Regions from separate parts of the Sus scrofa genome. Here region 1 is linked to region 2. A link is a contact called in public HiChIP or PLAC-seq data. All regions are on one chromosome and are shown on one strand. The core of a region is the stretch at or near the end of the contact, and the rest is flanking DNA. Distances in the headings are between cores, read along the strand shown. Region 1 overlaps PTPRC (receptor-type tyrosine-protein phosphatase C). Region 2 has its middle 43 kb from the start of ATP6V1G3.

Evidence for each region. HiChIP or PLAC-seq counts read pairs in DNA pulled down with a chosen protein or histone mark.
Region 1: a contact with region 2 is called in an H3K27ac HiChIP or PLAC-seq map of alveolar macrophages. The contact joins two enhancer-like sites.

The regions. Positions count from the first base shown.
Region 1 is chr10:21,496,952-21,501,282 of Sscrofa11.1, forward strand. All of the region lies in intron 2 of PTPRC (receptor-type tyrosine-protein phosphatase C), which reads left to right. Among named protein-coding and RNA genes, the nearest start is that of PTPRC, 16 kb to the left of the region's middle. Within about 2 kb of position 2,645, at least 14 of the 83 cell types and tissues checked have an H3K27ac peak or open chromatin away from gene starts, as enhancers often do. A contact at or near this core is called in alveolar macrophages, where this site is marked.
Region 2 is chr10:21,349,193-21,353,476 of Sscrofa11.1, forward strand. No RefSeq gene overlaps it. Among named protein-coding and RNA genes, the nearest start is that of ATP6V1G3, 43 kb to the right of the region's middle. Within about 2 kb of position 2,044, at least 2 of the 83 cell types and tissues checked have an H3K27ac peak or open chromatin away from gene starts, as enhancers often do. A contact at or near this core is called in alveolar macrophages, where this site is marked.

The sequences.
Region 1 (4,331 bases), core at 1,395-3,894, 150 kb after region 2:
ACTGTGATGAGGGCTGTGGCCTAAGCCAGATACAATGGAAGGAGAACGTCAAAGATGAGGAAATAAAAATCATAGGAATCACTTTAGTTGTCCAGCGTACAATCTGTGCCCGTTTTGTCACATTCTATTTTTCAGGAGCATTATAACACTAAAGATGCTTTCTACAAACATCCATTTAACTATACCTATTTTCCCCATCTACCTTAATTAGTCAATTTTCAAATCACACACACACACACAAATGCCTTATGCTCAAAGAATCCAAAATGACTCTTTTGCCATCCTTAAAGAATGCCTTCTCTTAAACTAAATTTTAATAGTCACATCTCCAAGTAGGGGGTGGTTACAGAAAAGGAATGAGAAGGCACTTTACAAAGTGTAATAACATGAAATCATATAAGGGATACTTCCTTTATTTAAGCTTTTGGAAAGCTATAAAAGAGTACCCAGTTCTGTTATTACTGTCATCATTAGCTTCTTTTTTGGTTTTTCACTTTAAGAAGTGGCGTAAAAGTTGAGGTCTTGACTTCAGAAACAAGAGGTGTTTGCATATGAATCTATAAATCAAAAATACAGCAAGAGAGAATGCTCAGCCACTGTCAACATGAACTCTGATTTTATAATTAAACTATTCTATGAACATCTATATTTTCTAAAGTGAATTGGACTAAAGAAAAGAAAAAAAAAAATCAATGCAACCACCAAACCCTGGTTAAATGGACTCTTTGGTGTCTGTTTTGTCAGTTTATGAAAGAAAATGCTTATCATAGATCTATTTTTTTTTTTTTGCTCAAAGAGTAGCCTTTGTTATATTTTCAATCAAAGTATTTATATAACATTTCTGAAAAAAATCCATGTGCCTTTTATTTTAATTCCGATGTATTTGAACGTATATTCATATAAAATGATAACATCATTTTATTCCATTCCATATTTAATGTAGAAGATACTACTGTAATTCTTTTAAAACAAAAGAAAAGTGTACCTTCATTTAAAAGTCCTTTTTGGCTCTCCTTGGCCATGAATTTTCTCAAAAGTAACACTTCCTAAGGATGTCAGATACTATAACTTGCCTTTCATTCTAGGCCTCAATTTTATGAGCTGAACATCTGGATTTGATGACAGGAAAATATTTCCTTCCGCTGACTTTTCTAATAATCTTTTCGTACAGATACACAGGCCTCATGGTTGTTAGTAAAATTGACATGATTTTAATATCTACTGTTTTAACACACAGTGGATTGTGGGATTTTCAGTGGCTTTTTCTAATTAAATACATTTTAAATTCCTTATAAAAACAATGTTAAGAGCCACTCTAAAAAGTATTAGGGCCACAGATGTTTTCCTTTATGCTGTTAATTGATTGAAGGTCCATCCAAATGTTGTTAAAACGTCCAGAGGTTAACAATAATGATAGCACATGGGTCAGATTAAAATTCTTTTTGTGCAAAAAAGAAAGACTGGAAAGAAAAAAAAAAAAAGAAATGGTTGCCTTTTCTCCTTCCCATTAAAGAAAAATTAGCTAGTGGAATGAAACAGCAGCCTGGCATCTGCAGCGCCTTTCCCTTATGTTATAATAGAAATGTATTTAAAATTTAAATAGCATTTAAAATTTATGCACCCAGGTTATAGGTACCAGGTTTGTTTTTAGTGAAACGAGAACTCTCTCTTTCCAGCTCTTGTCCTACTTTACAATTATTGCGAATCATCTATGGACCTCTTTAGTTTTCAGTAGAGAGCAACATAGCAAGCAACTTTGGTCTCTCCCTCGAAATGCATGAGCATGACAATTAAAATGTAAAAACGAGGTAATTTTTCTTGTCTGCTATTTGAAACAACTGAGAATGAATGACAGAGCCATGAATAGCTTGGGAGCTTGTTTTGCCTCAGGAAATGTATCAACGGATTGGATCTGCCCAACAAATTCATTTACATCTGTAAGAACACCGTGCTGCCTACATGGCTGATTTTTCTCTTATTCTTATAGTCTTTATCTTTGCATGTTTATGATAGAAATAAGTTAATCTGTGCACAGGATAGAAAAGGACCAGGAGACCTCATCTTCCTCTTAAAATCAGAGACTGGTGAGGGGCTCTTTTATTCCTGTTGCTTTATTTTTAGATAGTGCTCTTGAATTTTCTTAGGCTCTTCACTGCTTACTGAGAGTCGAGTTTTGGTCAAAATGCTGTTTTATTTTGTTTGGTTTTCTCGTGTTCTAATGAGTAGCACTATTTCCTCTTTCTTGGAGGGTTGGGATTCCTAAAAAGTTAAAAAAGAAAGAGAAAAGGAAGAGGGAGACTACATGAATGGGCATCTTTATTAGTTGCACAGTAAGACAATTCTAGAGGAATAAAAAGACTCTAGAAATCACCTATGTTAATGCATCCATTTTACAAATGAAAAAACTGAAACTCAAGAACATCTAGGGACTTGTTCTGTCTTATACCCCCAAGGAGGGATCTTGGTCCAGAATTCCTCCTGTCCACACAAGGTACGTAGGCGTCTACCTGGCAAAATGAGGTGAGTATCAGATTAAATCTTCAGGGACAAGTTCTGACTCTAAACGCTACCTCCCATTCCTTTGGCCTAGATGTAGACTCTGATGTGTGTGGCTGGGTCATCCCTCGATGTCTTCAAACCTCAGTTCCCTGTTCAGTGAAGTGAACTGCTGATCCAGTTCCTCTTCTTGAGCATGCCTGGTATTTGGGGCTGGATAGCTGGGCTGCCTCTTGCATGGCAGGATGGTTCACCCACCTCCCTGGCCTTCGAAAGCTAGATGCAGCCGCAGCCCTAACCCCTTCTCCCCTCCCCCACCATCAGGACAACCAAATGTCCCTACAAGGGCAAACTTTGCCAGCCCTTGCCACCTTCCTCGAGAACCAGTGGTTAAGCTGAAATCATTTCTTTAGGACTCCTCCCGCAGCATTAATTGTACAAGTCTAGAGGACCAAGTTAACTCTTGGCTGGCTCAACAGGAAGGACCCACCAGACTATTTCTGACTTAAAAGGTCAGAAATAGTCACCGGTGAGATTTTTACTGTAGTCCTGAGTTAGTAAATATTGGAAAGGTTTAAGAAGATGTAACAAAGCAATATAAAAAAATTTACTGACTGTAAGGGGTATCTTTTTTTTTTTTTTTTTTAGGGCTGCACCTGCGGCATATGGAGGTTCCCAGGCTAGAGGTCCAATCAGAGCAACAGCTGTGGCCACAGCCGCAGCCACAGCCACAGCCACACTAGATCAGAGCTGCATCTGCAACCTACACCTCACGGCCATGCCAGATCCTTAGTCCACTGAGTGAGGTCAGGGATCGAACCCACAACCTCATGGTTCCTAGTTGGATTTGTTTCTGCTGTGCCACGATGGGAACTCCATTTTTTTATGTAACAATTATCCGTGTATTAATCCGTTGTCCTCCAAAGCACACCAACAATTCAGTTATTATTTCATAGATTAATAGGGACCTGCTGCACATCATAGGTTCCTCTCTGAGACCAATTTCAACTGTGAATGTTGTTTCTGATAAGATTTGCTGGAACAAGCATTAAGTGTTTCATGGCAAGAAGGGTCACAGATGTCTTTTCATTCCTTGCACATGGAAGAAATAGACACCTACTATCCTTAGTTTTTAAATTGAAAGATGTTTTTTCTTCCCTTTCTTTCCCTCTTCATCCCTATTTTTCCCCCAGTGCATCCAGATACATGCGGGTAGGATGTGAAAGCCTCATACAAGGCAGGGTAAGAACAGGAGCTACAAAGGGAGATCAGAAACTTGTTTAGCAACTGGTGCAGCTCTGCGTTCACAGGGCTACTTTTTTTGTCAGGCGTTGCTACAAGTTCCCCGAGGAAGTTTACTGACTGATGGTTTTACAAGAAATGCTTGTCATGGAGATGGAGGGAGGGGGGGCACACAAGGAAAGTTTACTTGCTGTAAAGTGGGAGCTGAGAGCTCACATAGGTTGGTTAGGTTCTGCCAGATGGAGATAAAAACTGACGCAGCCACATCCTGTGACTAGAAAGTTCTGTTAAAGCTGGCAGAACTCTATCAGGGAGTAGCTAGACAAAGGCACTAGACAAGGAGATGCAGTTAGAGGGGGGACAACCAATTTTATTTAAATTAGTGCTTAGAGAACCCTTGAAATGCAGCATAGGGTAGAATTAAATCCTTTGACGCCTCTTGTATATATGCATAGGAATATCTAAAATCAAGATTTTGATCAGTCCTTTTTTTTTTTTTTTCCTAGTAAAGCAGACTTTGGGCTGAAATCCAAAACTTTTTCTTATTAGAGCAGAGACGATTACCCACATCTTTTTCCTAATCCTAGTGTTGA
Region 2 (4,284 bases), core at 794-3,293:
ATTTGCTTAAAAAGTTTTTTTTTGGCGTGTAGTTGACTTACAGGGTTGTATTAGTTTCAGGTGTACAATGGAATGCATCTTATACAGATAAATATATCCATTATTTTTTCTCATATCGGTTATTACAGACATTGAATTGATTTTCCTGTGCTCTACAGTAGGTTCTTAATCATCTATTTTTTACAGTAGTGGGTATGTGTTATTCCTTCCCTCCCAAACCTCCTTAACCTTGAAGTGTTTGTTTGCTTGTTTTGCTTTTTGGGGCTGTACCTGTGGCATAAGGAAGTTTCCAGGCTAGGGGTCAAATTGGAGCTTTTGCTGCCAGCCTATGCTACAGCAACAGCAATGCCAGATCCGAGCTGTGTCTGCGACCTCCACCACAGCTCATGGCAACGCTGGATCCTTAACCCACTGAGTGAGGCCAGGGATCGAACCAAGTACTCACTGTTCCTAGTTGGATTCATTTCTGCTGCACCACAATGGGAACTCCTGAAGTGTTTGTTTAAGCATGCCACCTCTTTCATTATTAAGCCTGCTAAGTATTTCCTTGGCTTTCTCAGCAATAATACCTGTTGATGCCTGTGTGGAATCAGCATTTTTTTTTTTAATTAAGGTATAGTGGATTTACAATATTATATTGGTTTCAGGTAATCTTTGGTTTTTTTTTTGTTTTTTTTTTTTTGTCTTTTTGTCTTTCCAGGGCCATACATATGGCATGTGGAGGTTCCCAGGCTAGGGGTCCAACTAGAGCTGTAGCCACCGGCCTACGCCAGAGCCACAGCAACTCAGGATCCAACCTATACCACAGCTCATGGCAACACCAGATCCTTAACCCACTGAGCAAAGCCAGGGATTGAACCTGCAACCTCATGGTTCCTAGTCGGATTCATTAACCACTGAGCCATGACGGGAACTCCGGTTTCAAATAATCTTTATCTTATTTCTATCTATTCTGATTAATAACCGATTAAAGCTCTGTAATATTATTCAAAATTCCTCAACACTTTTGTGTTTTTTTCTCCCAGTACTCAATCTAGTCCTGATTCACAATTTTCCATACTGAGATTATTAAGACAAATATTAGCTAAATGTAAGATTTTTCTACACCTTCTATTTAGAATTCAGACTCTTGAAGATAAGTCCTTCTCAAATACTGTTTTTATTCACAATATTTTCCCACTAAAATGGTAATTCCAGTTATCTAACAATAGAAAATGACAAAGTCCCACAAAAGCACACATAAAATAACTGCCAAAATTACGGTACCAAGTAGAAATCATTCAAATTTTGTACAATTCTAATATCTTTAAATTCCTGATTTAGCATTTTATTGAAGCCTTAATAATTGCTGCCAAATTAAGGAAACTGTTATTAAATGATAAGCACTAAAAAACTTTGCAGGTTCAATTTTTGTTGTCTAATATGTAGTATTACTAAAAAATGAGTTTATCAAAAATCATGTATTATCACAGGATAATATTGTTTTGGGGAGGTCATATTTACATCTTAGCAATTCACCACAATATCAAGAAACATTTAGATGAGGTAGAAAACCCAGGAATTTTTACTGTAACATGAGCTTATTAGAAAAGGAATTTGGAGTTCCCTTTGTGGCTTAGTGGGTTAAGGACCTGATGTTGTCTCTGTGAGGGTTTGATCCCCGGCCTTGCTCAGTGGGTTAAGGATCTGATTGCCGCAAGCTGCAGCATAGGTCATAGATGTGGTTTGGATCTGGTGTTGCTGTGTCTGTGCTATAGGCCGGCAGCTGCAGCTCCGATTCGACCCCTAACCTGGGAACCTCCATATGCTGCAGGTGCTGCTGTAAAAAGAAGAAAACAAAAAGAAAAAAGAAAAGAAAAGCAATTCTCTCTCAGAAACAATAAAGATCACTTGTAACTGGAACAAATTCAATCCATCTTTTAACGTCTGTGCTGTTATCTTTCCTCTTTTTTTTTTTTTTTTTCTTTTAATGTTAGGATGACACTGGAGACTCCACAATGATGAGTCATGACTCTTGGTTCAGGTTTTTGGTTCTTCTTTATTTTCTGTGCCAGCCAAGTCCTGAGGGATATGGGACAATCACCAAAAGGAGGTGAGGGGGGCTGTGGACGCTGCAGCATCTTTCCTGGGCAGAGTGTGGCTGAGACCGGAGGCTCCAGCGGGAAAGCAGAGTCTCGAAAGCCTGTGGAAGCAGTTCTCACTAGCTCTTGCTCTGGATGGCAGGGACCATCTGGCCAGCCAGTTCCTCCTGCAGACCTCAGAGACCCCAAGCCTGATGATATGAACATGAACATACAGTGGTTATCCGCTGCAGCCTAGAAATGGAGAGGGAAGTTTTGCAGCAGGAGTGCACGTCTGAGAGTATAGACAACGGATCACCGCCTGGGCCCCTGGGTTTGTTGGGGACCTGGGAGCAAGAGCATCAGGAGGAAGGAGGTCTTGAGAAAGAGGAGGAGGAGCGACAGTCCAGAGGAGGGAGTGGTGTAGACACCCCCGTCCCTGGTTGCAAGGAACTTCCCGGGTGAGAAAGGAAGGGCTCTACTTTGCAGAGGGTGAGTGAGTGAGGTTACCATAGTTGGGTGGCAATGTCGTCAAGAGGGCTTGGGTGTGGATAGCTGGACGACAGAGTCCCTGGTGGAGGGGACTTTGTTTGTAACCCTTGCGATGAAGACGGAAGCACGTCCCCATGGCTTGTTATCAGCAGCAGCCGTGCCCTCTTCACGCTCTGGGATGAAAAGTCCTGATGGAAAACACGGGAGCAGGTCCCATCACCCTGAACCCGAGGGGCTCCAGAGGCTGTGAGCAGGGAGAGAGGGCAGGAAGAAGGGGCTTTGGAGGGGAGGGAGGAAGATAAAGAATGTAGAATTCTTGGAGTTCCCGTTGTGGCTCAGCAAAAATGAACTCGACCAGTATACTGGATATGGGCTTGATCCCTGGCTTTGCTCAGTGGGTTAAGGATCTGGCGTTGCCCTGAGCTGTGGTGTAGGTTGCAGATGGGGCTCAGATCCCGAGTTGCTGTGGCGTAGACCTGCAGTTGCAGCTCCGATTGAACCCCGAGCCTGGGAACTTCCATATGCTGTGAGTGTGGCTCTAAAAATCGAAATTAAAAAAAAAAAAATAGAGAATTCTGGTTGTGGTGGGAAAACAAAAAGAAATACAATACAATAGCAGAGGGTGAAGAAGAGGCTGTTCCCTGAGCAGCAGGCTGGTGGCTGGGGACACTGCATAGAGGATCCATTGGGAGAGGGAGCTTTGTCTGAGGCCCAGGTCGTGAGCACAGAACAGGACCAAACGGAGGGAGGAAAGTGGGGATGATGCACCTGGAGCAGGCAGAAAGGGAGGGAGGGCTGCCGCCTTGTTTGAGTCCTGGGAACGCTTCCTGCCTAAGAAGTAGCAAGGAGGCGTTCCCGTCGTGGCACAGCGGAAATGAACCTGGCTAGGAACCGTGAGGTTGAGGGTTCGATCCCTGGCTTTGCCCAGTGGGTTAAGGATCTGGCATTTCTGTGAGCTGTGGTATAGGTTGCAGATGTGGCTTGGATCTGGCATTGCTGAAGGCCACAGGATGGCAGCTACAGCTCCAATTAGACCCGTAGCCTGGGAACCTCCATATGCTGCAGGTGTGGCCCTAGTAAAACAAAAGACAACAGAATAAAATAAATAAAATAAAATAAAATAAAATAAAATAAAATAAAATAAAAAAGTAGCAAGGAAGTGAGAAATTGAATCTAGCGTTTTTCAACTATAGAGCAAGGGCAGCTGAGAGTGGAAATACCACCTCATATTTAAGAAAGCGGCCAGCGCATATGCCTGTGGGTTTATGGAATATTTGGCCAACGCGACCTGCTGTACAGCATAGGGAACTGTACCCAATATTCTGTGACCATCTACATGGGAAAAGAATCTGAAAGAGAATGGATGTGTGTCTGTGTAACTGAATCGCTTTGTGGTAGAGCAGAAAAGATTACAACATTGTAAATCACCTCTACCTCATTAAAACTTTAAAAAAATGCAAAAAAAAAAAAAAGAGGGCAAATTCTGAGAGCAGAAATACATAATCTTGGAATTCCCATCGTGGCTCAGCGGAAATGAACCCAACTGGTATCCATGAGGACGCAGGTTCAATCCCTAGTTTCACTCAGTGGGTTAAGGATCTGGTGTTGCCCTGAGCTGTGGTGTAGGTGGCAGACGGGGCTTGAATCCCACGTTGCTGTGGCTGTGGTGAAGGCCTGTGGCTACTGCTCCTATTTGACCCCTAGCTTGGGAACCTCCATATGCTGTGGATGT